Regions from separate parts of the Mus musculus genome. Here all the other regions are linked to region 3. Evidence: chromatin contacts called from public HiCAR-type, HiChIP or PLAC-seq and promoter capture Hi-C data. All regions are on one chromosome and are shown on one strand. The core of a region is the stretch at or near the end of the contact, and the rest is flanking DNA. Distances in the headings are between cores, read along the strand shown.

Region 1 (6,206 bases), core at 1,996-4,495, 1.9 Mb after region 3:
TAAGTCTGTGATCAGAAGGTCATATGGTAGCTCATAAACATACACCACTATTTGTCAATATAATATATATTTTAGGAGGAAAATAAATGATAGAAAATATATGTAAAGTGTAAAAATAAATTATGCTACATGCTTTATTTGTAATAAAGTTTAAGAAGTGGGATTGAAATTTCCAAACATAGAAAAGAAATTTTTACCCATGATTGACAGTGTCCACATTTATAGCTATGTTTAGCTGTTGTGATCTAAGTATGTATTTTAACTATGCTCTTGGTTAATAAGTAGGCAGGATGTGTGAAGTCAGAAAATGTCTCTTTATTCTATGCTGTAATGTCTCTCCTTTTGGCTCCCTTACCTTGTTTTCAATTACTTAGTATGTTTTAAAATGTAGACCTTCCTGGTTTGTAAAAAAAAAAATCTACCAACTACCAAAAAACTCAGCCTATAAACTCATTAGCTAATTTTTCACTAGCTTAACCTTTTGCCATGATTAGAATCACTTGTGTCTTAAGAAAGGAGAACTTTGAGAGACCATAAATAACTTCTGGATTAGCTTATTCATAGTGACATTTCTGGTTAAAGGCAGAGAGAAACACTTCCAGTTCAAAGTGTTGTCTTTTTTTTTTTCTTTCCCAGCCTCAGAATAATGTGCCTAGGCAGTTGCCAATTTGTAAGTCTAACTCTAGTGGTATATTATAATTTTATACCACTAGAAACTTCAGGCAAGTATTATTTTTCCAATCTTGAGCAATAAGTTTGACCAAGTGGAAAATGTCTCATGCTCTAGTGAATAATTTCTTTCTCAGCCTTCTAGGACACACACATTCACAGCTGCAGAAAGTAAGACATCAGCACAGAGTCAGCCAACAGAAACCTCTCCCTTCCCCTAGGGTTCTACAATTCAGCAAACATCTAGTCCCTACTAAGCTCCAACTTTGTGTTAAAAGTCTGCTGCTAGGGACACACGGATGATTAATTTCCTTCTTCCCTCATCTAGTCTCAAAAGCCACTTGAACAACTGATCTTTCTTCTCATTAAACTTCCTGGGTGGAGTGGGGGAAGGGGAAACTGTCTGGTGGCGAAAACTCCACCCAGAACTTTAAGTTTTCTGAGGACATCTTTTGTCACAACCCCACCAAAACTGTTTCTAAAGAGGGTCTGTCCAGGGAATGCTGCTGATTTCAGCCCTTCTTGAGGTTCCCAGAGCTTTGCAGCTTCTTAGCCTGCCTGGATTTCATATACTGGCCCCAGTATCAGTCACTTTGGAACAACTTTGCTATAGGAAAAAAGCCCCACCCATACTTGTGGTCAGGGAGATTAGGCAAAGCTTTCTCAATAGCAGACAGTATGGTGCCGCTTGGCAACCATAATATACACATAGTGCCATTCTGTGAGTCACGCTCATGTAGTCTACAGCTGTTAGTTTCATTTTGTTACTGGAAAAAAACAGTAGTACAATAAAGCATTTATCCTAAATTTTTACAGAAAAAAACTCCATTTGGACAATTTTTTAAAGGTGCTATTTACTATCTTCAACACTTCACTCTGGGGAAAATTAAATATGTACAAAATACACTGATTTCCTCATCTCAGGAGAAGGAAAATGTTGATGTAAATAGGTTTTATTTATATTTTCCTAATAAATACATTAAACATATTTTACTAAGGCTTACAATCTCACATAAAATCATGTAATTTTACACACGTGGATAATTTTACATATAGAAGGATCAAATTCCACATGTGAAATTAGCAGACTTTAAAAAGAACACGTTTTTTTAAAACCACAGAAGGAATTCCTTCTAAAAAAGACAGCAAAATGTTTGGAACGCCTTCTGAAAATGCTTCCCATGTTCTCAAATTAAAAATACATCCAAAGAAATGTTCATCGTAAGCTGAGAATCAGCCCCATTGAGACTCGACAGCTGTGCTAAGTTCTAGGGCTTGATGAAAATCCTTTTGTGCTATTTGAAGCCATCACATCCCACCGGAAAATGCATGCATGGAAAATGTCCCAATCTGAGAAAACATGTCAAGTCTCATCTTATGAAAAGATTAAGGCACTTAGATGCATTTACTACTTGAATGCTGCTTTAATTTGGTTGACACAAACCATGGGTTTAAAATTGTAAGTTTATTTTCTCCCGTTGGCTCACACTAACAAAAATGCATTTAATGAACCACAATCTCAATTTTAACACAGAATTGTTAGAAGCAATGTTTACTACAAGTCTGAACCCCTGGTTTTTGTCAGTGGCATGCTAAATTGTAGAGAAAGGAGCTTTCTATCTAGACAGCCACATTTCCTCTCAGAAAGCATGCAGCAGTTTCAGCGAACATTTTAACCACTTAAACTTATAAATAGATATTACCTCACTGAAGTCTCCATTCTTCATAACAATATATCCCCCCAAAGGTAAGATATTAGCAGACTCAGAATTAAGTTTTCAGTGGAAGCAGCAGAAAATCACACTGTCGTTTTCAATTCACAGAGGCTTTTTAGTTCTATTTTTGAATGTATGAAGAGAAAGCCAAGAACCTTACCCTTTCTACCCAGATATCCTGTAGTGAACTGCAGGCTTTTACAGCTAGAAGAGGAAGTAACGTAGTTTATTCAGCAAAACAGGAAAAAAAAACAAAATCGTTTACCTCTAATGGGAGGTAGAACTGTCTGTCAGCATCACTCAGTTGTTTGGGAAAGCCTTTGCCTCAGAGGATATTGTGGGCAAAGTAAATTCAAATTTTGGCTTTGATAAATTCAGAGTTTCCATGATTTGTACACTTCTTCAATCAGGAACAGAGTATCTGACTTTAATTTGCCACGTATTACAGTCGTTGTCTCAGTCTATTCTGAACATTTAAATTGTGGGCTATGCAAAAAGCCAGTTTAACTGTTAGAATTTTATTTACCATTGAAAAATCAATTCTTATGTTTATAAAATCCTAATTGCGTTTTTACAGAAAGCAGTAAGTATCAATTTTATATTGATTCCCCATTTTTTCCCATCATATTTAATTCCTTACCATGGCTTCTTTCTGCTGCAATCTTCCGGCATCTACTTCTTAGAGAAATCCATTCCCAGGACTCAGAAGGCTACTATCTAGCTAACTACACCACAGTTTCCTAAACTTATAAAAGATACTGTGCTTCTAGATATCATTACATCCCATGACTACAATGGCTAATGTTTCCATCTAAAGACATAAACGGTCATGTGCCTTTGCTATGGTACTTCGAAAGAGAATGTGTCAAGAATGCACTGAGCTTCCTGCTATGCACACGCCCAACTTATTCTATCATCATCTTTCTTCTTCCTTTTTTCCCCCCCTTTCTATGAGCATGCAGGCATATGTCTGAGTCACATATGATTTTCAGGCTGGCTATATGAGGTCAATATTTCCAAATTAGCTACATTTTGCCATATTGTCTGTTTTAGGAATTAAGCAATGGTAATAATAAAAACTTCTTTGGGAGTTAGGACAAATCTTATTGGTCACCCAAATGGAAGAATTTGAAATCACCAAAAAGGTGGTGATTAGTAAGGTCACATAAAAGAGATGACCTAATGTGTGATTTGTGGTCTTCTTTGAGGTTAAGAATTGTGTCTTCATATACTTAAACAATAGTAACACATTAAGTTCTTAAAATTATATTGTAAAGATATTATTAGGGTAGCTTTAAGCATATCTGGAGAAGAAGTGAAATGCCTGAAAAGCATTACAGTTTCTCAGAATGGATTGGTAAGGATCTCAAATACAACCTTTTAGGATTTTGTAATCTTATAGCCCCACTAAAATGGTTAGGTAGTAGTCACTTGCAGACTTTCATTTAAAAACATGAAGTAAAACAAAAGCAAAGCTTTGGAACTGAAAGTTCCTCCTTAGTGACCTTTGTTTTACTCTTTTAAAGTTTCAGTAACTAAGACACTATGAGGATCCCTGGAAATGTATTTTATTCTGTACCTTTCCCTTTTCATATAGCAGTTTCTATTTTCTTATATTATATCAGGAAAAGCAAATGAGGATGATGTTGCTATGAGGCATGAAGCCTCAAAAGGAAAAAAGAAGTAATTACCCTAAAAAGTAAAGCAAGCAAAGCCAGAATTAGTACCTGGATATCTTAGATTCTTTCCTATTGCTGTGATAAAATACCCACAAAAGCAACTTATGGGAGAAAGTTTTTGATCGGTTTTGTTTTGTCCTCACTCATAGTTTAATGTGCAATGCTCTAAGGCAAGGGAACCAAAGGGGCATAAGTTAGAAGTGACTGGTTATATTATATCCAAAATCAGCAATGGATGTGTGCCTTCCTCTGCACCTTTTCACCGTAATAAGCAAATTAGACTATTATCCTTTCATTCAAATGCACTCAGGGACTCAGAAGATAGGTAGCATGAGGCTAGATTTCTGACCAAATTACCACTCAAATTACCAGTACTTGAGAGATAAGAGTCCTTGTTCCCTGCCCCCCTTGAAACCTGATGAACCAGGCGACTGCTGGCTACATCTCTTAACAGGTTTTTTTTTTTTTCTTTCAAACTCCAATTGGAGGGACTCATTAGAGATTCTACCTCATACCAGTTAGAATAGCTAAGATTAAAACTCAGATGACAGCAGATGCTGGCGAGGATGTGGAGAAAGAGGAACACTCCTCCATTGTTGGTGGGATTGCAAGCTGGTATAACCACTCTGGAAATCACTCTGGCAGTTCCTCAGAAAATTGGACATAGTACTACCTGAAGACCCAGCTATACCACTCCTAGGCATATACCCAGAAGATGCTCCAATATGTAATAAGGACACGTGCTCCACTACATTCATAGCAGCCTTATTTATAATTTCCAGAACTAGAAAGGACCAACATGTCCCTCAACAGAGGAATGGATACAAAAAAAATGTGGTACATTTACACAATGGAGTACTACTCAACTATTAAAAACAATGAGTTCATGAAATTTTCAGGCAAATGGATGGAACTTGAAAATGCCATCCTGAGGGAAGTAACCCAGTCACAAAAGAACACACATGGTATGGTTTCACTGATAAGTTGATATTAGCCCCAAAGCTCAGAATACCCAAGATACAATTCACAGACCACATGAAGCTCAAGAAGAAGGAAGACCAAAGTTTAGGTGCTTCAGTCCTCCTTAGAAAGGGGAACAAAATGCCCATGGGAAGAGTTACAGACACAAAGTGTGGAGCAGAGACTGAAGGAATGACCATCCAGAGACTGTCCCATCTGGGATTCCATCCCATATACAGTCACCAAACCCAGACATTATTGTGGATGCCAAGAAGTGCTTGCTGACAGGAGCCTGATATAGCTGTCTCCTGAGAGGTTCTGCCAAATACAATGGTTGGCTAAGAGCCTGACAAATACAGAGGTGGATGCTCTCAGGCAACCATTGGAGCAAGAGATCACCAATGGAGGTTGGATAGAAGCAGGGGGAGGGAAAGGGTTAAGGGTTTTCTGGAGGGGGACCATGAAAGGGGATAACATTTGAAATGGAAATAAAGAAGATGTCCAATAAAAAATTAAAAAGGAAAAACTATATCTAAGACATTCAAGTGTCAAAAATTACAAATTCTTCCATGTCCCAGCAACAAACAAATTCCACAGACCCAAGAAGTATTACAAGGTCGTTTTTGTGGTCCACAAGCTTTACTGTTCAGTAGGGCTACTGATTGCTTTTCTCCTAAAGCAGTTTGAGTAGGACCTTTCAATATTGTGTGAAAAGGTAAGTGAAGAAGAGGCTCCCAGGTCAGTTCTAACACAAGAATTTCTAAACTTTGTATCCAAAGTTTGAGGTGTCTTGAGCAACATGGTTTTACCTTTATGTTCTAGGAAGCAACCAAGAGCAATAGAAATAGCTGTTGTTTTGGGGTTATCTCTTGGACTTCATTGGCCAACAATCTGAGGGAGGTTTTTCCAATGCCTGGCACTGAGGTTTTTATTAGGTAGTCTATGGAGTGACAATTATCACCCCAAGTGATATAACTTCATTTAAATTGTGTGTGTGTGTGTGTGTGTGTGTGTGTGTGTGTGTGTGTTTTGCTTCTGTGTGGCTGTGTATGTATTTTAAGTAAACATGAAAAATGCATTACTATGGCTTCTTCAAATATTCTTAGTGTTATTTATCCCTTCTTTTTCCCTCTCTCATCCCCTCTCCCCAATTAAGGTTTCTTCCATTTTTGACTATTTCTCT
Region 2 (6,985 bases), core at 1,468-3,967, 1.4 Mb after region 3:
GATTTGTACCTATTTGATCCAGCCTAGTTAAGACTTCAAGTGAAAAGCATAGTAGAATCCCGGCACCCTCTGAATCCTTCCATCCCTTCAGGTAAAAATCTAAAAAGAGGACAAGAGATGGGGGAAAACCTAGCCCTAACCCCCATTAGGTTTGGGCAAATCCTGGCAGCATTTGAGAACCTGACCAGATTATAGCCTGTTCCACCTTGAGGCTAAGGCATTTCTCCTGATTTTTTTCGAACTGCTTGCCTCCAGGATGCCAGAATACAAATCAACCACAGCTTACATATTTAAGGAACAAAGAGTGGGTAGGCAGAAGGCACAATACTGAGCCATTTAACATCAAGTTCCAGGAGGAGGGGATAGAAAAGACCAGCCCTTCCATCACCTTGAACCCAGATTCAAATGAGAAAATTCAACTATTAAAGTCCAAGGATGAGCAATCCTCTCTCCTCACTATGTATAATTAAAAAAAAAAAATCCTGCTGTCAGGTGTCAAGCTGCAAGACCCGTGCCCTCAGCCCATTTAGACCTTAACTATGTAAACTGGACTATCCTCATATCTACCAAGTTACCTATAGCGTTTGGAATCCACCGGTACCACGTCCAAAATCACATAGTACTGCTTCACAGGGTCCATCCCTTTCACCTTGATCCGAACAGAAGGAAACATACGTCTGTAGGAAAAAAAAAAAAAAACCCAGGGGTTTGGCTAGAAACTAGAACCTGAGGTGTGCTATATTAGAGTTGTTGTGAAGGAAGATGAGTTGTGGACAAATAAAGTCAGAACTCTTCCCTTTTCATGATGTGCTCACGGAATGGCATTTGTTATGTAAGAAAAAGATGGTTGATTTAACAAGTCTGAGATTTCTGAGTGGTATAGAATATCTTTATGAAAGGTCTTCATCCATGACCTCCCATGCGGTATTAAAATTATAAGAAAGCAAGTAGGACAGGAGAGGTTTCGTTTCTTTTCTGTATTTAGAAGAAGGGCAAGTGAGGTAGATTTGTAAATGTTTGAAATTAGGAAGGATAGTTAGGAATCACCCCACACCAAAGGATTAGCTTGTGGAAAGGCTAACTTCCTAGTGGAGTGAGCCAGGAATGGGATGCTGGAGGACGGTGGATTGAGTATTATTTTCTAGGCTTGCACTGAGAGGCTGGCCACAACAATAAGAAGTTGGAGGGACACAGGTCTGGATTTTTGCATACAGTACACAGGCAGGAAATGGAAGAGTGAGTCCTTGGAGTAAAGATGTATCGGAAAACAGGAGTAGACCATTTGATGCAGCTAGGTACTTCTCAGAGCAATAGATGGAGTAGTCTGTGGCTTTCTAACATCTGCCAAGGAATGTGAAGGGGGAGGAGCTTCACATTAACAAAACTGGATTTTCCTCCTGAAGTGCCTACTGTGTGTGATTCAGGGAAGTCACTGGCCCAGCTGAACGAACCTGCCCGCCTTGGTAATGATCATCTCAGTGCCAATGTCGTGGAATCTCTTCCATAGGTCAGATCCCTGAAGCTCCACTTGGATAACACTTTCTTCTTGCAGACTTTCCTGGCTGTTGCTCTCGTCAGAGCAGGAGAAAACAGTTTTTGAAGATTCTGCCTTGAGTCGCTTTTCTGCTAGACAGGGGATTTGAGAGTTTGGGAAGTTGCACACATCCTTTACTCAGGAGACTATCTTTGAACTGAAAGTCTCCCCACCCCACTTCCCAGGAAGTCTGATGTATAAGTTCCCCACAAAATCCTTTGTGATTTTTAATGAAGGAGGGGGCAACTTGCAACCCATGAAAAGTGGGGCACTTAAAATTCTCTCTACCCCAACCTGCCATAAACTGAACCTGAAGGTAGATTTTCTTGGGCTTTTGGGGGAAACTCTGCTTCTTACTAAGAACAGCCAAATTTGGCTCTTAGGATTTTGTAAGAAGTGTGTGAATCACTCCTCTAAAACCAAGTGGCACCCTCTTTTTCATTGCAAACAAACCATAACACTTCTAGTGAAATTCAGACTCTCTGAAATTTGTTCCAAAGTCAGGTGGCTAAGGTGTTCCACAATCCACAACCCCACTTGTGGAGCCGGCCATGCCAGGACATCCTAGCCGCTGTGCAAAGAACAGGCAAAGAAGATCCAGCCAGTGCGCACAGGAGAGAAGCGCTCGGGGTACCGGGGCTGCTTGAGTGTACTTACCGGGCTGTTGACTGTCCCTAGAAGGGCTCCTCAGTATCTCCTCCCCTTCCTCCACGAACTGCTCCTCCTGCAGCTCAGGCTGCATCTCCTCTCTTGGGTCTTGAGCTTTTCTTTTGCTGGGTCTCCCCATTAAGGCCTCCACGGAGAAGGCGTGCGCGCGAGAGCTCAGAGCCATCCCTGGAGGGGAAGAAGTGAATGCGTGCTGCAAAGTTTCAACCTGAGCTGGGCTGGGGAGGGAGGGGGAGAGGGAGGGCGCAGATGAGAGGCTCCGGAGAAAAAGCTCACAGAAAAAGTCTTAAATCTGAAAACGAACTTTTGGATCGGCACTCCACAACAGAAATATCTCCCCGTCTGTTATATATGAATATATTTTTATTTAAACAGACAAAATAAAAGAGAAGAAAGATTAAACTTGAGTTGAAATCCTATGAGGTGTAGTCTCCCTTTCTTTTTTCGTTCTCCCTCTCAGTGGGCATGTGTGTACCATCAGTCCTCAAATCCTTGATACTGGGACCTGTCAGAAGCCAACAACTGGCAAATGCTCGCCTTTTAGGGAGCAGATCTGCCACCAAAGGAGGCTCAGGACAAAGTGATTGGGAGATACTGTTGTATCCAACTGAGTGAATGCCCAGTCGGTCACAACCTCCACTGTTTTGGAAGCTGTTGAAAGTAAGAAAGGACTGTGAGTGACACTTCAGAGTCTGATAGGAAGGAGGGGCTGGGGGTGCTTGGAACTGGGCTCCAGATAGGCAGGAGGGAAGACACAAGGTAACTGTTTTACATTAAGATTTAAAACTCTAAGACATGTGAAATAATTGCACGCAAGGGGCCACTTTTCCAAGAAAGAGCAAATATTACTTAACCAGACTCAAAAATGGATCTAGGGTCTTTTCCCCTCTCCAGTAACCTCACTGGAAACCAAGAAGAGAGCGAAAGCTTTCAGGGCTATGTAGTTAATAGCCTTAAACTGGTAATGTAGGTTGCTGTGCCCATATAACCTCTTTTCCTTAAGGGGAAAAGCCCAAGCAGTATCTAGAGAATCCCACAGTAAAGTAAAATACTAATGCCAACCCATGACTTGTATAAATTTGTATATATACTTGTATATATTTACTTCTGCAGGACCTTTATACCCTCTTCAAATTCACACAACCGATCTGAAAACACAGCCTAAGGTCTAGAGGGATATCAGCAGCAAGTCAAAGCCTTTGCTCCCAACTATGAGTTGAAAAAATGTAAGTGCTGAACTATTAGGTAATTGGGTTTTGTATCTTCTGGTACCTTCATGGGTTGGCTTTTGCTTGTCCTTAAAATCAGCAACATTCTTTGTGCTCAGAAGAGACTACCATTTTCATTTCCAAGGAATACTGGTTTTGGGTTTTTGTTTGTTTGTTTGTTTTTTGTTTTTGTTTTTTTGTTTTGTTTTGTTTTGTTTTGTTTTGAGACAGGGTTTCTCTGTATAGCCCTGGCTATCCTGGAACTCACTTTGTAGACCAGGTTGGCCCCGAGTTCCGCCTGCCTCTGCCTCCTGAGTGGGAGTGTTGGGATTAAAGGCCTGGCTTTTTTTTTTTTTTTGAATACTGTTGTCTGCAAATGTGAGACATGTTTGCCTATGTGGTTGTCATTTGGACACTCACATTTCATCAAAAGTAGGACATCAAGCACTCTTAGACTATTTGCACATTTTAGAAAAGGTTCCTCTGTTCTCCTTAGATATATTTAGTCAAAGGATATTGAAAGTCAGTTCAACTCCAGTTACAATAGAATGGAATTTGAATGAACTTAGAATATGTCAATACCAGGGCTAAGAATGAAAGACCTTCAGAGCATTTTTATTTTTTCAAGTTCAACTATGTAACTGCAAAGTCAGATTTTCCATAAGATGATTGTTAGAGTGGTTGTGGGTTATTCAGCCTTGGGGGTGGGGCATCCTCAGACAACTGAGAATTGATTAAAGTACTCTAATAATTTTGGATGCCACAGCAAAGACTCCCTTGCAGCTTGAATGTTGTTGAAGGGTATGATCCAATATAGAGATGGGAAGATACTACATTTATCCCAGGGATGCAGAATAAAACTGACAAGGAGAAATCCAGTGTAGGAAGCGTTTGGGTGGAAAACATATACAGGGCTGGATATAATCTTGCCCCAACTCAAGGATATTTCCTTCTTTATCTGCAAAATATTTGTTACTAATTGTTATTAATTCTTAGTACACACACACACACACACACACACATTCTTATCTAAAAGGCACAGTTCAGAAACAGATAAGTCAAGAGTTTATTGGTTAATTTAAGTTTGCTAACAACCATATAACGTTTGAATTATTCTCTCTTTGTCTGATAATTTTCCTGCTTTTGAACCTGATTATTTTTATTTCTCAAAGGCAGGTCAAGGGAAAGACAGGGGAAGCTTTGGTTAGTAGAGATTTTTGGAGAGATTTCTATGAGTTAGGTAAAGGATGTTTGTTACAATGTTGGCTCTAGTATTTCACGCTGTCTACTCTGATATGATTTTCTTTAACCAAGGAAATAGCATATCTTGGAATATAAATTCCTGTATTACAAGAAATGTCTTCCTTAATATTTATTATATGCAAGCAATTTAGTCATCCAGAAAGTTCCTATTTGTGTAACCTAACCCTTTCCTATTCAAATTCTTCAAAATAGTTTCTCTGTCATGGCATGGAAGTGAAAAATGTAGAAAGAAGATTGAGACTTAAATATGCATTAATAGGCATAGAAGTCATTATGATTCTTCATGAATATGATATTGTTATCTAAAATTATAGGAAAGTAATTTGTACCTCTACCAAATGTAATATATTATTAATAACTATAAACAGATACATTATTAAAGTTTATGAAACAAAGTATTAAAAAATGTTTCTAGTGAACTGTAAGTATATGGAAAAAAAACATATTCCAAAGGGGCTCAGTCTACCTAGAAGAGAAAATATCCTAGGCTCTGCAGTACTTACTAAAATGTCGATATCAAACCTATACGTGGAAATGTTGCAACTCTTTCATTAAGGGTTAATTACTTCAAATGTATCTGTCATGTGTATGTCTGTCTCTTTATTCTCAAACAAATAAAATTAGAATTTGGAGCCTGACTGAACACCTATTGTTACTATTTTGTCAGAAGCACAAGCAACTTCCTAATGGAGATTGTTTCCTTCAATTGATTGTCTTCCTTGATCTCCCCAATCTTTTATTCACTACCCAAGATTAAGAAGATTTATGTATATACAAACTTACTGAATGAGAATCAAGTGCAAGGCCTTCCTCTTCATGACTTTTTTGTAGAGATCTAAAAAAATAACGAACCCCACAGAATGCACAGCCAAGAATTGTCAGATATGGTCTGCCACCTCATACCATTTGCATACCTGAATTTAACATTTCCTGAGCCTGCCACATTTCACGAAACAGGAAATCATCCCTGTTTGCTTATGCAAGTTTCAAATTAATTTGCATCAGTTACGGACAGAAGAAATCCTGAAAAATTACATTCACATTGATAAGGTTTCTGGAAGACTAACTTGATATCTAAGCCTTCCTTTCCTCTTTCTTTTATAACAAAAGTAGCTATTGAATCTCTGAGGATTGTCAACATCTAATACATGCTAGAATCTTAGATGAGTAATCTGGGTTTCTACACAATCTCCCAGGATTATGGCAATAAAAAGGGGAAAAGCTGAATAAAAAGGGAAAAAGCATGGGTTCACATGGATCTAGTTCAGAGTCTGACTACTACCTTCTGATTGGCTTATAAAAGTCTTTTGGGTGGCATTAAACTAAAATTTCCCCTAGGCTTGTAAGCTTTTGCCTATAACACTTTCATCAGAGAGCATATTTCTGTAAGAGAAGAGATATATGAGAAGATCAAGCACGATAATTTGTACAAACCACTTAGCACAATGTCTGGAACAGGGTTCATGGCTGTTTTCAACATTATAGAGGTAAGAAAAGGTAATTTCAAGAACATGTTAATTTTTGTATCAGCTATGCATCTGTACATCCATTGAGTCCACATCCTAGAAGGATAAAAGATTCAGGCCAATGCCTAACTTTTAGTTAAATCTTTTATTAGATTCAAAAGGTCAAATGTGTTGAGATTAATCATCCTTAAATTGAGAACTTTTAAATAATTAAAATCAATAAATGAAACAAAAATATTGTATTTGGATTTCAAAAATCCACGGTAAATATGCTCCGTAGAACACATACTTTGATTTTATTGACTTTGCTTTTGTAATAATGCTTTTGGTATTCTCTCAATGCAAGGCAAGTACATATTCTCACATAATTAAGTGGATTTGTAAATGATAAGCCATTAACATATAACTGTGTTCTTACTCCAGAGACTTGAAGAAACTGCTGTAACAAATATTAAATAAAGTCTTACAGTGGATCCTTCAATTTCTGGTTTGCATTAATTTGGTATGATCTCTTAAGTTCTGTGAACTTATTAATACAACAATTGAGTTATGCATCGCAAACATTGTTAACATTGTTCCTAGGGAGAGTTGGAGAACAAAGAGAAGGGAAATAAATTCTTATCTTAACTAGTTGTGTTCTTCTCTAGGGGAGGAATGGAAACATTAGCTGAAGGAAACATTATTCTATGAAATTTAATTATATTTTATTACCATCAAATTCTGAAGATCTTCTTATGATAATAGAACATTAGGATTAGGCTCATTATTTTTTATCATACTCAAAGCTATATAACTCTTTGTCCAGTTAACTCATGACTTAAACCTACTAGATTTTCTCAGTTTCTTTT
Region 3 (5,997 bases), core at 2,690-5,189:
GTGACTTGATCAAAAGTATTCAGTTCATTCCCTTGTTTTTATTATTTGTGATTACCATCATAGAATCCACCCTAAAACTAGCTTTGTTTTTAGTAATTATAAGAGAAACAAAAAAGAGAAAAATCATTGCATATGCTATTCCCTAAATGAAATCCTGAGAAACCTCCTATATACCATACCCTTCAAGTTTCTGCACCAGTGCCCACAGAATGCATAGAGGACATCAATATATATCTGGAAGAAAGAAGGGTAAAATTCTCCTAAGCCAACTAAAACTTTCCCAATCTCTCATCAGTTTGATAATTTCAACAATGTTGTTTTGTTTGTTTGTTTGTTTGTTTGTTGATAAAAGTTACTGCAACTTGTTAAGTTATGTAGACATTGAGTTTAATATACCTTTTCTTCTAAATATAAATTTACAAGGCGTTGCGATCTAAACTCAAACATATGCTACTACATGACATCACATCAATAGTAAACACAAACAATTCTAAACAGACAGGTAATAGAAAGCCAGATGTGGTAACACAAATCTATGGTAGTCCTCACATTTGGAAGGCACCAAGAGGATCACTAAATTTGAGTCTAAGTTGGGCAATGAGTGCTTATCTCAAAAATTGAGAACAGATGTTAAGTTGGACTAAGAAGTGATAAGAAACAAAATATGAACACACAGAATTCACTTTCTGTGAACAACTGGAAACTCAATCCTTACTACATGGTCCCCACTTATGGACATGCCTAGGCAATTCGTTTCAACCTACAGGACTTTCTCATTCTCTAAACATCTAAAGTCATGTTCACATTTACATCTTCATGCCTACTAGCTGCTCTGCATCACTGTCAGCATATAATATATTTTAAACACACGTCTAAACTTAAGCAAGTTTCCCTACACTAAAACTCTGGCGTCGAAGCATTACGGCACTGGGGAAGTTACTTAACCTCTCTCTATCTGCATCTCCTTTTCTGAAAGAAACATAATCATGGCATTATTGTCAAGAATATGTGAGACTGCCTGAGACAACTTAATCATTCCTATCTGCTATTCTTACTAGAGTTACTATGGAGAATCCAGTGCCTCTGGGTGGTAGTAATGCACACCTTTAATCCCATCACTTGGGAGGCAGAGGCAGGTGGATCTCTGAGTTCAAGGCCAGCCAGGTCTACAGTAAGTTCTAAAACAACCATGGATACACAGAGAAACCCTGTCTGGAAAACAAACAAACAATAGAATCCACTGAAAAGTCTAATCTATTTGATTATATTTTTAACCTTGAGGAACAAGCATGACTCCTGTGTATTAGGGCAGAGAAGAGAACACATTTTAAGTGTTTTTTTTTTTAAATCAGGCTGAGAAATATGAGAAGTCTTGGGCTGTAAAAATAATATTGCTTATTATTGCTGCTCTAGATGATTCACAGAACAACTGACCACCTAATATTGCTGATTTTTTTAACAGTCAGGAAAATCGATTCAGAGCTGCAGAGATGGCTCAAATAGTCAAGAGCACTCATTCCTCTTGCAAAGGACCTGGATTCAGTTCCCAGCATCCGCGTGGTGGCTCATAACCATCTGGAACTCTAGCTCCAGGGACCGACCCAACACCTTCTTCTGGTCTCCATGGGCATTGTATTCACACAGTATACATATGCAGGCAAATCATTCAATACATACATATTATCAAGCCAAAGCCAAACACTTAAAGCACTCATTAGACAACTAATAACTTACAAGTATGTATCTTTTCAGGTTTTTTTTTTTTAAGATCCCATGAGAACACTTGCCCCCAAATTTCTAAATCATTTGTTAAAAGGACAATGCTTTTTTGCTATCTTAAAGAAAATTTCGGTACTGCAAACTGAAATTTCCTTCCTCAAGGAAACAGCCACCGCCCCATTCATATTAAGTAGTTCTCCTTTAAGATACTCTTTGTACTATTTTAGGATTATTTTTTAAAAATTGCCAGAGTATAATAAGAAATCTTTCATTTTGGCATTTTCATAAAAATGTAATTAGTGCATTAATTATCCATGAAGAAACAATAGAAACAAAAGACAAAACAACATGAGTATCTGTCATTTGAATCATCTAATAAACTCTTAATCCTTTCTTGGGCACTTAGACATTTTATGTCTTAACAAAGAGGGGGGGGTGTGACTCTATTACTTGGTGAAATTCTTAAAGCAGTTTCTCCTTGAGTTTACTTCTGGGAGAGAAATAGAAGATAGAGAAAGCAAAGAACAAATACCAGTGTTGAAACTGCATACCTCACAAAACAACAACAACAACAAAACCTAAGTGCTTGAGAGGGTCAATCTAATAAGGATTAACCAAAGGCATTAAGCTGGGTTTTGAAAATGCAGTTAATGTAGTAGATTGATATTCGGTAACCCATGTTTTACTCTGAGGTATCAGAATGTTAGGTATGGAAGACAAGATGCTTCTAAAGTAGGGTCCAAAGGAAATAATAAACATTTCTATTTTTTCAAACAAAACGTTTGCTCCATAACTTTAAGAGTAGGCTTCCTTATATTTTGAAAGCCCGTCTAAACACACCCACACATGTTGGCAAAGACAAAGTTCAAGGTTCATGGTTCTGGTGATTTCATATAGCCTTCAGCTCTATTCCAAATCCTACTAAATGTAAATGACAACAACCCAGCAACCTGGGATCTCTGCCACTCTAAAGCTAGAGGAGTTTTCTACATTCAAATTCCTGAGCCCACACATCTGCTTCTGCCACTTGAGGGCCTTTATTTTTCCTCCTGGGGTTGCTGGAACAGAAGCTCTTTCATGTGACAGGAGTATGCATTCCAGCTTTCACCTCAGTTTACCCAATGTTCCTCAGATATGGTAAAAACTGTTATTCTAAGTTAACAATTGGCAAATGAATCAAAGAAGAAAACCAAATCCTATGAAGAGCCAGCAACTCAGTTGCCACATGTTCTTGCCTCCATTTTCAACAGTCTTGAAAGAGTGGGTTTTAGAAAGAAAATCTTTCGAAGGAAAGGAAAAACTCAAAATAAGATCCAGTGGGGGGGGGGAGGTCTCATACAACATTATTTTTTTTAAATGGCTTCATATTCCAGGAAGAAAGAGAAGGGGAGAGGAGGAGGGGAAGGAGGTGGAAGAGGAGAAGAACTTTTTTAAAAAATCATTTGTATCATTGCCCCTGACTTTCGCCTATTTTTAAAATTATATACCCCACCTGCACGCTCTCTAAATAAGTCCATTCCAGTGGCTTCACAATAATTCCAGTACTCAGAAGTCTTCCCTTCCCTTCCCTTCCCATCAGCACCCTCATCCTTTACAGAAATGCACTACTTCCCCTGAACTCGGTACTCAGAGCATATTTCATAAATGTCTCACTCTAAAAAACCTGAAAGCCACTTGTTTTTTATTTTACTTGACTTCACCTAACCGTGAAGTCCCTTTACCAGTTATCTCCTAAACTTGGTAGTTTTCTTTTTCCTTTAGAAACGAACACTAACGTCTCAAGGCAAACAAAGCTAACTCCACGGGAGAAAATAAATAAATAAATAAATCGACGCAACAAAGGAAGAAAGGAAAGAAGGGGGTACTCTGGGCGATGCTTGCGTCTTCTAAGGAGAAGCTTCCAGTGTAACTTCTTCAATTTAACGGTTCTGGGGCAGAAGAGGACTAGTGTGTTGGAAAACAACAAAGGTGGGCTCCCACTCTCCTTACCGCCGTAGAGCCAGAAGAAGATGCAATATATACACGGATCACCATCCTGGAAACAAGGGCTTCTGGTCGGTCGCTGGAGTCTTGAAAAGGGCTGGGAAACAGCTGCAGCAACGGCTGGAACCGAGCTAAGGGCCAAACAGAGGTTGGATGAGGAGGGTGGGGGAAGGTGGAAGGATAACTGGCCAGAGCCCCGCCTCCACCAGCGGCTGCTTTCAATGAGCTTCCAGCTCTGCAATCCCAGCCCCAAACCCCGGAAGGCTCAGGCTCATTTGCATCATTTCTAAATTGTTTTTTTAAAACACAGGATCTCGAACAGCACCGCGAGATCTGTTGAAACAATTCTTTTTGACTATTCCCTCTCCGGGAAGGGGGCAAGGGAGAAATAAAAGAAGGGGTAAGAAAAAAAGAAATATTCGATTAGAATAAAGGACCGGTTCCCATGAACACCAGAAGTTTTGCTTGTTACTTCCTGCTCAGAAATGTATGCAAATAAGATAGCCTAAAGCTAGCTTTATATTGAATCCAGACACTACTTTAAATGTCTTTAAGCCCACGTTATCAAAGCCTTGTATATTTTAAGATGCCAATAATGAAGTAAGTGATTTTTTTTTAACCTTAGTTGGCAGCAGGAGTTGAATACTGAAAAGCTGCACGAGGAGAGGAGGAGGGCTGGAGAGAAGTTTCAAGTTTCCCCAAACCGGAAAGCACAGAATAGGTTCTTTTTGTTCAGAGTTTTGCTAAAATATGGAACATTTTTTTAGTGAGAATTTGCAGGAGATCTAAGCGACAACTCTAGAATGAAGGAGGAAATTGCAAAGAAAAAAACTACAACCCTAGAATGAGAGGAAATTGCAGAGAAAAAAAAAAATCAACAAGTCCAAAATGAGGAGAGGAATTGCAGAGAGAGAAAAAAAAAAAGAAAAAAGAAAAGAAAAGAAAAAAACCAATCATCTGAAAATACTTTGGAAGTACTTTTTTGCCGTTGCTGTCTCATACCTGTAATCTCTGCCCTTGGAATAGTAAAACATGATTGCCAGGAATTAGATGCTAGACTATGCTACAGGGTAAGTCTCTTAAAAATCAAAAATCAACCAAACAAAATGACTTTCTACAAATTATCAAGTACAGTAAATGAGAAAAATCTAGCCACCATCTTCATTACCAACATCATGGCTACTGTTAATTTTACTTGCCAATTCACTTGATTAGAAAAATCTTTATAATCATAAATCATAATCATGATTTTGAAAAAATCTATATTGTTTCTTTTATGTTATCACTGTACAACTTGTTTGGAGTTCTACATTAACTGTTTAGACTTAGAGACTCTTAAAATGAAAAAAAAACAGGAATAACAAAATATTTCTAATTAGTCTATAAACTATTGAACACAATCAATTATTCCCAGAAAACTGAATGGTAGCATTAGCAAAGAATCTGGTGGGCTTTATCTATTAGAAAAATGAGGCTAGATGTGTAGATCTCTTATAGATCACACTAAGACCCAAAGTTGGATTTCAAGTACATACACACATGCACGCACACACACACATACACATGTACAGTTCTGTAATAGATATACTTGTCTTAGTGAATATAAGTCAATAACTTGTTTTATACATAAAACCTGATGATTCTTAATGATAAGACTTCTGATACATTTTTAGGAGAGACTATTACCAATATTTCTAACATAAAGGTAATGGATATCCTTATGCCGTTCTTCCCTACTTTGAGCTATCCTTGAGATGGGTATCATAGAATGGTCATTACTGCTTAAATTTTCTATAGAGAAATTGCCCGAGAGCATTTGCCTGGAAAGGTTACGGTGAATTTGAATAAACTGGGTTGGATCAAACAGTATAATCTATTTCCTTAGGAAATCATGACAACCAAAGGCCAGTGTCTCTCAAAACTTAAAAATAAACCCAGATTGTGTGCAGAAAACTTAGAAGACCCTGAACACCAATGAATGCCATAGCCCTTACTACTCAGTTAAGATTACTTGGGTTCAGGAATTCCCAGCCAGCACAGTCAACTTAATGACATTGTGTCTCTTAATTGAACACAGCCCCAGGACCTAAAGATAATTTCCCCTGTGTTACAGATCAGCTTTTCCAGGTAGGGATAGAGCAGGCGACAAGAAGTTAAAAGTAATGGTATGGAAGGAGAGGGTATTTTGAATTGTTATTTATTATAAATTGCTATGTACAAAAAATATACTTTTGTATTCTCCTATGTTAAAAAAATATGATCTTGAATGGTTTTATGTGTTTCAAATTTATAGGC
Region 4 (6,719 bases), core at 2,721-5,220, 1.7 Mb before region 3:
TTTGCTCTAGCACATGGATATGAGTGCACAAATAGGTATTATGTGTGAGAGTATACTTCTGAACCAAAAGGCAAACATCAGAGGAATAGTAACCAGAATCAATACAAAAACTAACGGTTTCTTACCCGAAGCAAAGCAAATGCCTTGCTCACCCAAGATGTGCTTCTTTAAATGCTCCACTTCACACACAGCACATGAAGGCCAGGAGAAGAAAACATGATTTTTTTTTGGAAAAATGTTTTATTTAAACCTTTTAAATCTTTTACAACAATAAAATATTGCGTCAATATAAACCCCTTGACTAAAACTGCTCACATCAAACGTTACAGCGAATTGTTTTCTTTTTGACACCCAACTCATCTTTGAAACAATTTCCATTTAAACACAATGCAGAATTTATTGAAAATAAATAATCGTTGGGAACTGCAATAGGCAATTTGAATAAAATAGTTGAAAAAGCAACTCTTAATGAAAATAGCGTTTATTATACATCAGTTACTAAATGAATAAACTAAATGATCTTTTTAAATTAATAACTTCAAAAACGTTTAATATACAAAACTGTACAATTATAAAGTCGGCAGAAATATTTGGGTTAACTCAGGTTTGAACCATAGCATTTAACTGCAAAGAAAAAACAAAAACAAATAACCCACCCACCTTCGAACATTTGTGAAACATGAATTGAACAGGAAAATAAAATCACAGAACTAAAGCCTAAAACTAAGAATGTAGAGGCTTGACCAAGAAAAAAAAAATAGCAAAAGAAAGGGTCTGGAATTTGAATTAATATAAGCTCTTTGACCTGCGGCTAGGGGAGACACAATGTGGTCAACCTGGCAGCCCATACTAGCGCATCTTACACAAGGGGCACAAGGTTTTCTGGTCCTTAGGTAGTTTGAAGCTTTGTCTACCACAGCTGCGCACCGGCAAGCTGAATCCTGAGATCAGCCTCCTGGCGAGATCCCCTTCAGGTCAGGCACGCTGTGGCTGGCTGGGCATGGACGCTTCACTGGGCCAGCACACAGTGCTTGCTGGGGATGAGGTGCACCTGTGAACCTGTCCTGTGGACATGAGAGAAAGCTAGCCATAAAGCCACGGCAACCGCTTCGTTTTGGGATCTCTACATAGTCTAAGGAGATTTTTTTTTTCATTTTTTTTTCTTTTTTGTATACAGTAATACGGTACACACAGCTATCTACACACATACGTTTGCACGCGCACACCACACACTCACAGAAATACATACACACAGATTTTTAAAAGAAAAAAAAAAGCATAAACTTAGCCGCCCAGGCGCTCGCTAGCTCGCTCGATCTGCGCCTTGGGCTTCCACCAGCTGTGCTTGTCAAAGACACTGAGAAGGGCTCCCTAAGAGCTTACTCAGACCTTGGTATGTACAAGAGGGAGGAGGTGGTGTGCGGCTGGACCAGAATCTTCGTGACTTTTGCCAATTATTTTATTGTCTCTCCGCACGAAGCTGAAGATGCCTACCCCCTCACCACCCTACCGAGAGCGTTTCTCACCCTGAGAGCGAGCGGCGAACTGGAGGTGAACTGAACTGGGAGGCGCTGGCCCAATAGGGCGCCAGAGTCTTTGGGTAGTGGTCTCCTTTGAAAGCCACCATTTGTGAAGGCCAAGTCTTTCATCTAGGAGAGTGTACATAGGGTAGCGCAGGTTGTCAACCCGACTAAGCTGGCGGCCTGTGGGAAACTTCACGCACAGGCATTCACGACCTTGGTGAATTCAGAATCCTTCAGGTCGCTCACATCCCATTCTTCGCGCCACAGCTGAATCCTTCTGGGGCACCGGGATCTGTGCTGTGGAAGCCTTCCAGGGCTCCACAGTTCCGTGAAAGTCGGGGGAGGGGGCAAAAAAGCAGCGAAATAGCCTTCAGGCTACTTTGCAAACCTATTCAGTTTGCTTGTTCTGCCCATATAGGCACTCAGTTCCGGGGGGGAAAATAGAAGCATCAACAACTTTCTCCACCATATCCTCTCCTCAAGTGTGGGAGTGCAGGAGGTGAGCATTTTTCTCTCTCCTCCTTTCAGCCTCCCTCCCTTTTTAAGCAATTAAAAACCCATCAGCTCAATGAAGAAATAATAATAATAGCAATAATAATGTGGAGTGGTCGATTAGATACAAATTATCTCACAAATATTGTGTACAGCTTGTAGTAAAACACCGCAGACAATTAGAAACGCTATAGAAGTTTTAAAAAAATGCAAAACTAGTCTATTGTAAAACAGATTTCACCTGAAATACAGCTGCTATAACCAAGGCGCTGAAAGGTTATTCATAGGCACACATCTGTCTTCCCACCCTCCCCCGCCCCCCACCCGTTACCCAGCTCCTTGCCCTTCTTAGAGAGGAGCAACCAAACAAATCTTACTCAGAGTAAACAATATATATTGATCAGCAGAAAAAGGTTGGAGGGAAATTGTCCTGGCAGCAGGGAATACAGGGTCCCCACCTGGACTTCTTAATATAATTGTGTTTCAGAGTTGAGAAGCCTGAATGTGTGTGTGTATGTGTGTGTGTGTGTGTGTGTGTGTGTGTGTGTGTGTGCGCGCGCGCGCGCGCGCGCGTGCGTGCGTGTTTGCCTGAGCGCGCGCGCGTGTGTGTGTTTCTTTTCTTAACATAAGTCATAAGAAGTTAGAAACCCCTGTGAAAGAAAAGAAGAGCTAGCAAGCTAGAGAGATAGCAACAATAAAGGATGTAATGCTGAAAGGAAGGTAAAGAGAGAATTGTATCAGCACTGCTCCCAGTGCAGCGGGCCACCTCCTTGCTTCCTCCAGTCAGAGATCGTGGCAGGACGCGTCTGTTTTCACCGTGTGCGAATAAACCTCGTGTGGCTGCTGATCCCCTGGCGGAGTCATTCTTTTTTCTTTTTGTCTTCTATTACAGAACCAGACACGCACCACTTCTTTCTCCAACTGGAGACTGTCTGCCAGCGAGGAGATCTCCTGCGCTGCAGGCTTGGGACACTTGAGGAAATGTGTTTCCAGTACGCCCTTGACACTCACCTCGATGGAGGTTCGCTTCTTGCGTTTGCGGCCTTGAGCAGCGATCTTGTCAATGCTGGTCGGGCTTCCTGTGGATGAATCAGCCTCCTCCAGCCACTTATTTAATAGCGGTTTCAGCTTGCACATGTTCTTGAAGCTCAGTTGTAAGGCCTCGAACCTGCAGATGGTAGTCTGCGAGAACACGTTGCCATACAGTGTGCCCAGTGCCAGCCCCACGTCGGCTTGCGTGAAGCCCAACTTGATTCTTCTTTGTTTGAATTGTTTGGCGAACTGTTCCAACTCATCAGAGGTTGGAGTCTCTTCATCAGAGTGGTCCTGGCAGTGGTGCGAGCCCAGCTCACCATGGTCTGGAGGCTCCCGGAGCACTGGATGCAGGCTCTGTGTGGAGGCAGCAGCTGGTGGTGGAGTGAGTCCCCCGTGCTCCAGCATACCGCTCACGGTGAAGCCTGGCTGCGAGTACACATTGAGGGGTTGGCCGCTGGACGTGATGGACGAGTTTGGAGCAGGGCTCGCTCCCCAGGCGTTCGGATGGTTAGTGTGCGGCGAGTGGTGGGCTACGTGCGGCGAGCGGTGATGGATGATTGCGCCCAGTTGCAGATCTTCGCGTCCCGGCTTCACGTCTTGCTGGTCCAGGGGGCTGGTGGCCAATGTGGAGGACCACGGGCCCCCGTCGCTAAGACTGGTCACCCAGTGATGCCCGAGGGGATGCCCATTGCTGGGAACTCCCTGCAAGTAGTCACTTTGGAGAAGTTTCTGAGGATTGCGGAAAGGACTTCCCTGCTGCATGCCCGCGGAGTCCGCATGGACAAGGGAGCTGGAACTGAGAATGCTGTAGGGATTCGAGGCAGCTGTGGCCATGGTCGATGAGGATCCTCTACTAGTTATAATGTGGCAAAGGGAGCAGCTTCAGCCTTTGACATCTATGGTGCGGGGGAACCAAAGCCGCTAGCGCGGGTTACCGGCACCCGCGGAGGCCAATCGCAGTGCGACTTGGCCTGGCCAGGCATAAACACAGCCAATGGTGGTGCGGGAGGCCGAGCTCGCTTTCCAAATTAGGCTGGCAAAGCTCGGGAGTTTCAGTGAGACCCAAGCAGGAAGTGAATCAATCTTTAGGCTCCATTGGCTGCCTAGCTCAGAGTGGCAGCGGCTCTTTTAGTTAACCCTTTCCCCCCTCCCGGAGACTACAAGGCTGTTAGTGGCAGAGAATAAATAGAAGGTAGATATTTGTATGGAGGGGCAGCGAGGAGGCTAACTTCAGTTTCAGGTCGCCTTTTAACTTATTTAAATTAAAACAAATAAATAAAACAAATTAAAATATCATTTTGATCTTAATGCATGAAAGAATTCCGGTTTAGTTAGCGTTTGGGTTAATGTGTGGACAGGGAAAATAAAAGGCATCTGCAAACTTTGAGCAAAGAGCGATGTCTTAGGTCAGAACCCCAAATAAAATTTCCATGATCCAATAAACGTTATCCCAGTATATGTTGCTCACTTATATTTCATTTATAAGAAATTAAAAAGCTTAAACGATACCCCCCCCTTTTTTTTCTTAAAATTTAGATTCAGTGTATGAAGGTTTTGGAATGTAAATCTTAAAGTGATCTTTGGAAGACTCAGTCAGTTTGAAGTTTGCTGGTTAATTGGAAACCTGGCTTTATCTTGGCTCCCCTGCCAGTTTCCATCAGAGGTCTCTCCACTATGCCAGGGGAGCTGCTTGCTGAAGCCCGCAGTCATCTTTCACGCTCACCCCGACACACTGAAAACCCACTCCCCCACTCCCAGTAGGCAGAAGGGAAGGCATTCATAACACCATGCCTGCCTAATGCTGCCCCTTGACAACTCTTTGAAACATTTGTATCCTGCTTCCTTGGCAGTGAGAAGGAAATATTGAGAATCATGCTTCCTCTACGAATTTCTGAAAATTTAGAGAATCAGAGAGGAGAAATGAGGAGAGAGGGAAGAGAAGAGCAGGGAGATGAAGGGGGTGGGGGAAAACTGGAAGAAATCCGGTGAGAGAGATCTTGGTGGCTAGACATCTTTTTCAACTCCTCCATCCCTCCACAACTGCCACAAAGCTTGAGTTAGCTTTCAGCCTTGGGGACCCAACTGTTTTTCAAATTTTGGTTAAAAGAAAGGCTTTTATGAGTCAGAGTAGACTAACTCCACTACCTTCACAGCCCCATGTAAAGGTGTTGTTGCTTGGAAGCAGAGTTAGGAGAAATGCAAAGATTTTAGAATTACACTAGCAGCTGGGAAAAAGCAAAACACACTACCCCACACCAAATTTGAAGTTTTAAAAATGCCCTTTTGTTTTGTAATTTTGGAGGCAACCTAGCTGTGTAATTATATTTGCTCTTACAGAAGACGGCATCAGAGTTCCCTTATTGGTTTGAAATTCCATTAAATATATTGCAAGAGCTCCTAGGTTAAGCTTGATTTAAATTTGCATACATTTTCATATATTTAGCTGAAATAAAAGAAGGCTTGCAGCTACCAGAAAGTCATTAAGGCATTAGTTTCTCTAAGAAGACAGATCTGAAGAAAATGCAAGAAAATGAGAAAAAAAAAATAAGAACAAGGTGAGCTTATTCTGCCATTCCTTTATATAGCTAAGGAGCATCTATTTCCTATGAAATTGGTGATTATTTTTATGACAGCATAAAGTAATAGGAGCGGAGATTGGTAAATGTAAATGGCGTTTCTTAGGGGAGAAAACCTTGCATCTGTTTGAAATCTTTCTTTTGCTCTTAAAGATAAACACTTAGTAATTACTGGCAGAGAGGATCTTTCGCCATCCTCCTTGCTCCCTCATTGAAATTGTAGGTTCATTTGCTGATGCCCTATTGTAAGGGCTTATCTGCTTTTAACCTAGAAATCGATTCATTCCCTCTGCCTCTCCCTCTCTCCCTCCCTCCCTTCCTTCCTCCCTCTCTCCCTCCCTCCCTTCCACCCTCTTGTCCTTCCCTCCCTCCCTCTAACACTCTGGTGCGCAGACACTCTCTCTCCATCTCTGTGTGTCTGTTTCTACCTCTCTTCTCTTTTCTGTGGAGGAATGAGGTAGGCTGTTTCTTACTGCTGAATGTATGCATAATCTTTTTACAAGAATGCAATCCAATTTGTGCCTGAGCTTATGCTTCTGAAGAAATAAGAACTCATTAAAATCAAACAAAAAGAAGTTTTCGGTGCTCGATTATGCTGCCTGTTTGGTGATCCGTTTGTTAGTATTTGTTGGGTCAGCTGAAAGGTCAGAGGAAATGTGTTGAAGAAATGTATGTGCAAAACTCTGATCATTATTATTGCCATGTTCTTGGTATGTTCCCCACCCCCACCCAGCAGCTGCTTTTGGGTGAAAGAATTGCTTATCTCAGACTGGCTGTTAAGAAGTTAAAGATAATTATCTGATAAATAATTTTGGTTAAAAGGGGGTCCTTTTCTAGTTTGGACTTGCAGGAATTTTTTGGATTCCACCTTCCTCTTAGTCATGGCCTTGCTTTGATAACTGGGTTTTGCTAGTAAAGCAAAAGTAGCTCAGACCATTAGTTCCAAGTCTGGAGGTAGGGGGAGGGTAGCAAAGAGGGGACATCTATACCCAGAAACAGATTTCTCACAGCCCTATGTTTTACTTTTTAATTTAACATAGATGTATATTAGGAACAGTAATCATCTTTCCTTTTTCTCTTCTTTTCCCCTGCT

Evidence for each region. Promoter capture Hi-C pulls out the DNA fragments that hold promoters and counts their contacts. HiCAR-type assays count read pairs that join an accessible place to other places. HiChIP or PLAC-seq counts read pairs in DNA pulled down with a chosen protein or histone mark.
Region 1: a promoter capture Hi-C map of pre-B cells shows a contact between it and region 3, with 2.8 times the contacts expected there. The contact joins the promoter of P2ry10b here to the promoter of Sh3bgrl in region 3. A contact is called at or near these places in 2 of 39 promoter capture datasets (frontonasal cranial neural crest and pre-B cells).
Region 2: an H3K27ac HiChIP or PLAC-seq map of large pre-B cells shows a contact between it and region 3, with 7 times the contacts expected there. The contact joins the promoter of Tbx22 here to the promoter of Sh3bgrl in region 3. A contact is called at or near these places in 3 of 39 promoter capture datasets (cranial neural crest, frontonasal cranial neural crest and maxillary cranial neural crest) and 1 of 115 datasets of contacts at active chromatin or transcription factors (large pre-B cells).
Region 4: a contact with region 3 is called in a HiCAR-type map of astrocytes, with 7 times the contacts expected there. The contact joins the promoter of Pou3f4 here to the promoter of Sh3bgrl in region 3. A contact is called at or near these places in 1 of 39 promoter capture datasets (cranial neural crest) and 2 of 115 datasets of contacts at active chromatin or transcription factors (astrocytes and embryonic midbrain).

Annotation. Positions count from the first base shown.
Region 1 is chrX:107,145,966-107,152,171 of GRCm38.p6, reverse strand. It overlaps P2ry10b (purinergic receptor P2Y, G-protein coupled 10B), which reads right to left and starts at 3,245. Exons shown (of 2, transcript NM_001122596.1): 1 at 3,025-3,245.
Region 2 is chrX:107,672,244-107,679,228 of GRCm38.p6, reverse strand. It overlaps Tbx22 (T-box 22), which reads right to left and starts at 2,717. Exons shown (of 9, transcript NM_145224.3): 1 at 2,676-2,717; 2 at 2,192-2,368; 3 at 1,452-1,623; 4 at 576-677. The coding sequence starts at 2,366.
Region 3 is chrX:109,093,349-109,099,345 of GRCm38.p6, reverse strand. Sh3bgrl (SH3-binding domain glutamic acid-rich protein like) reads right to left here and starts at 3,939. Exons shown (of 4, transcript NM_019989.2): 1 at 3,709-3,939. The coding sequence starts at 3,753.
Region 4 is chrX:110,811,630-110,818,348 of GRCm38.p6, reverse strand. It overlaps Pou3f4 (POU domain, class 3, transcription factor 4), which reads right to left and starts at 3,970. Exons shown (of 1, transcript NM_008901.2): 1 at 1-3,970. The coding sequence starts at 3,884. The coding sequence ends at 2,799.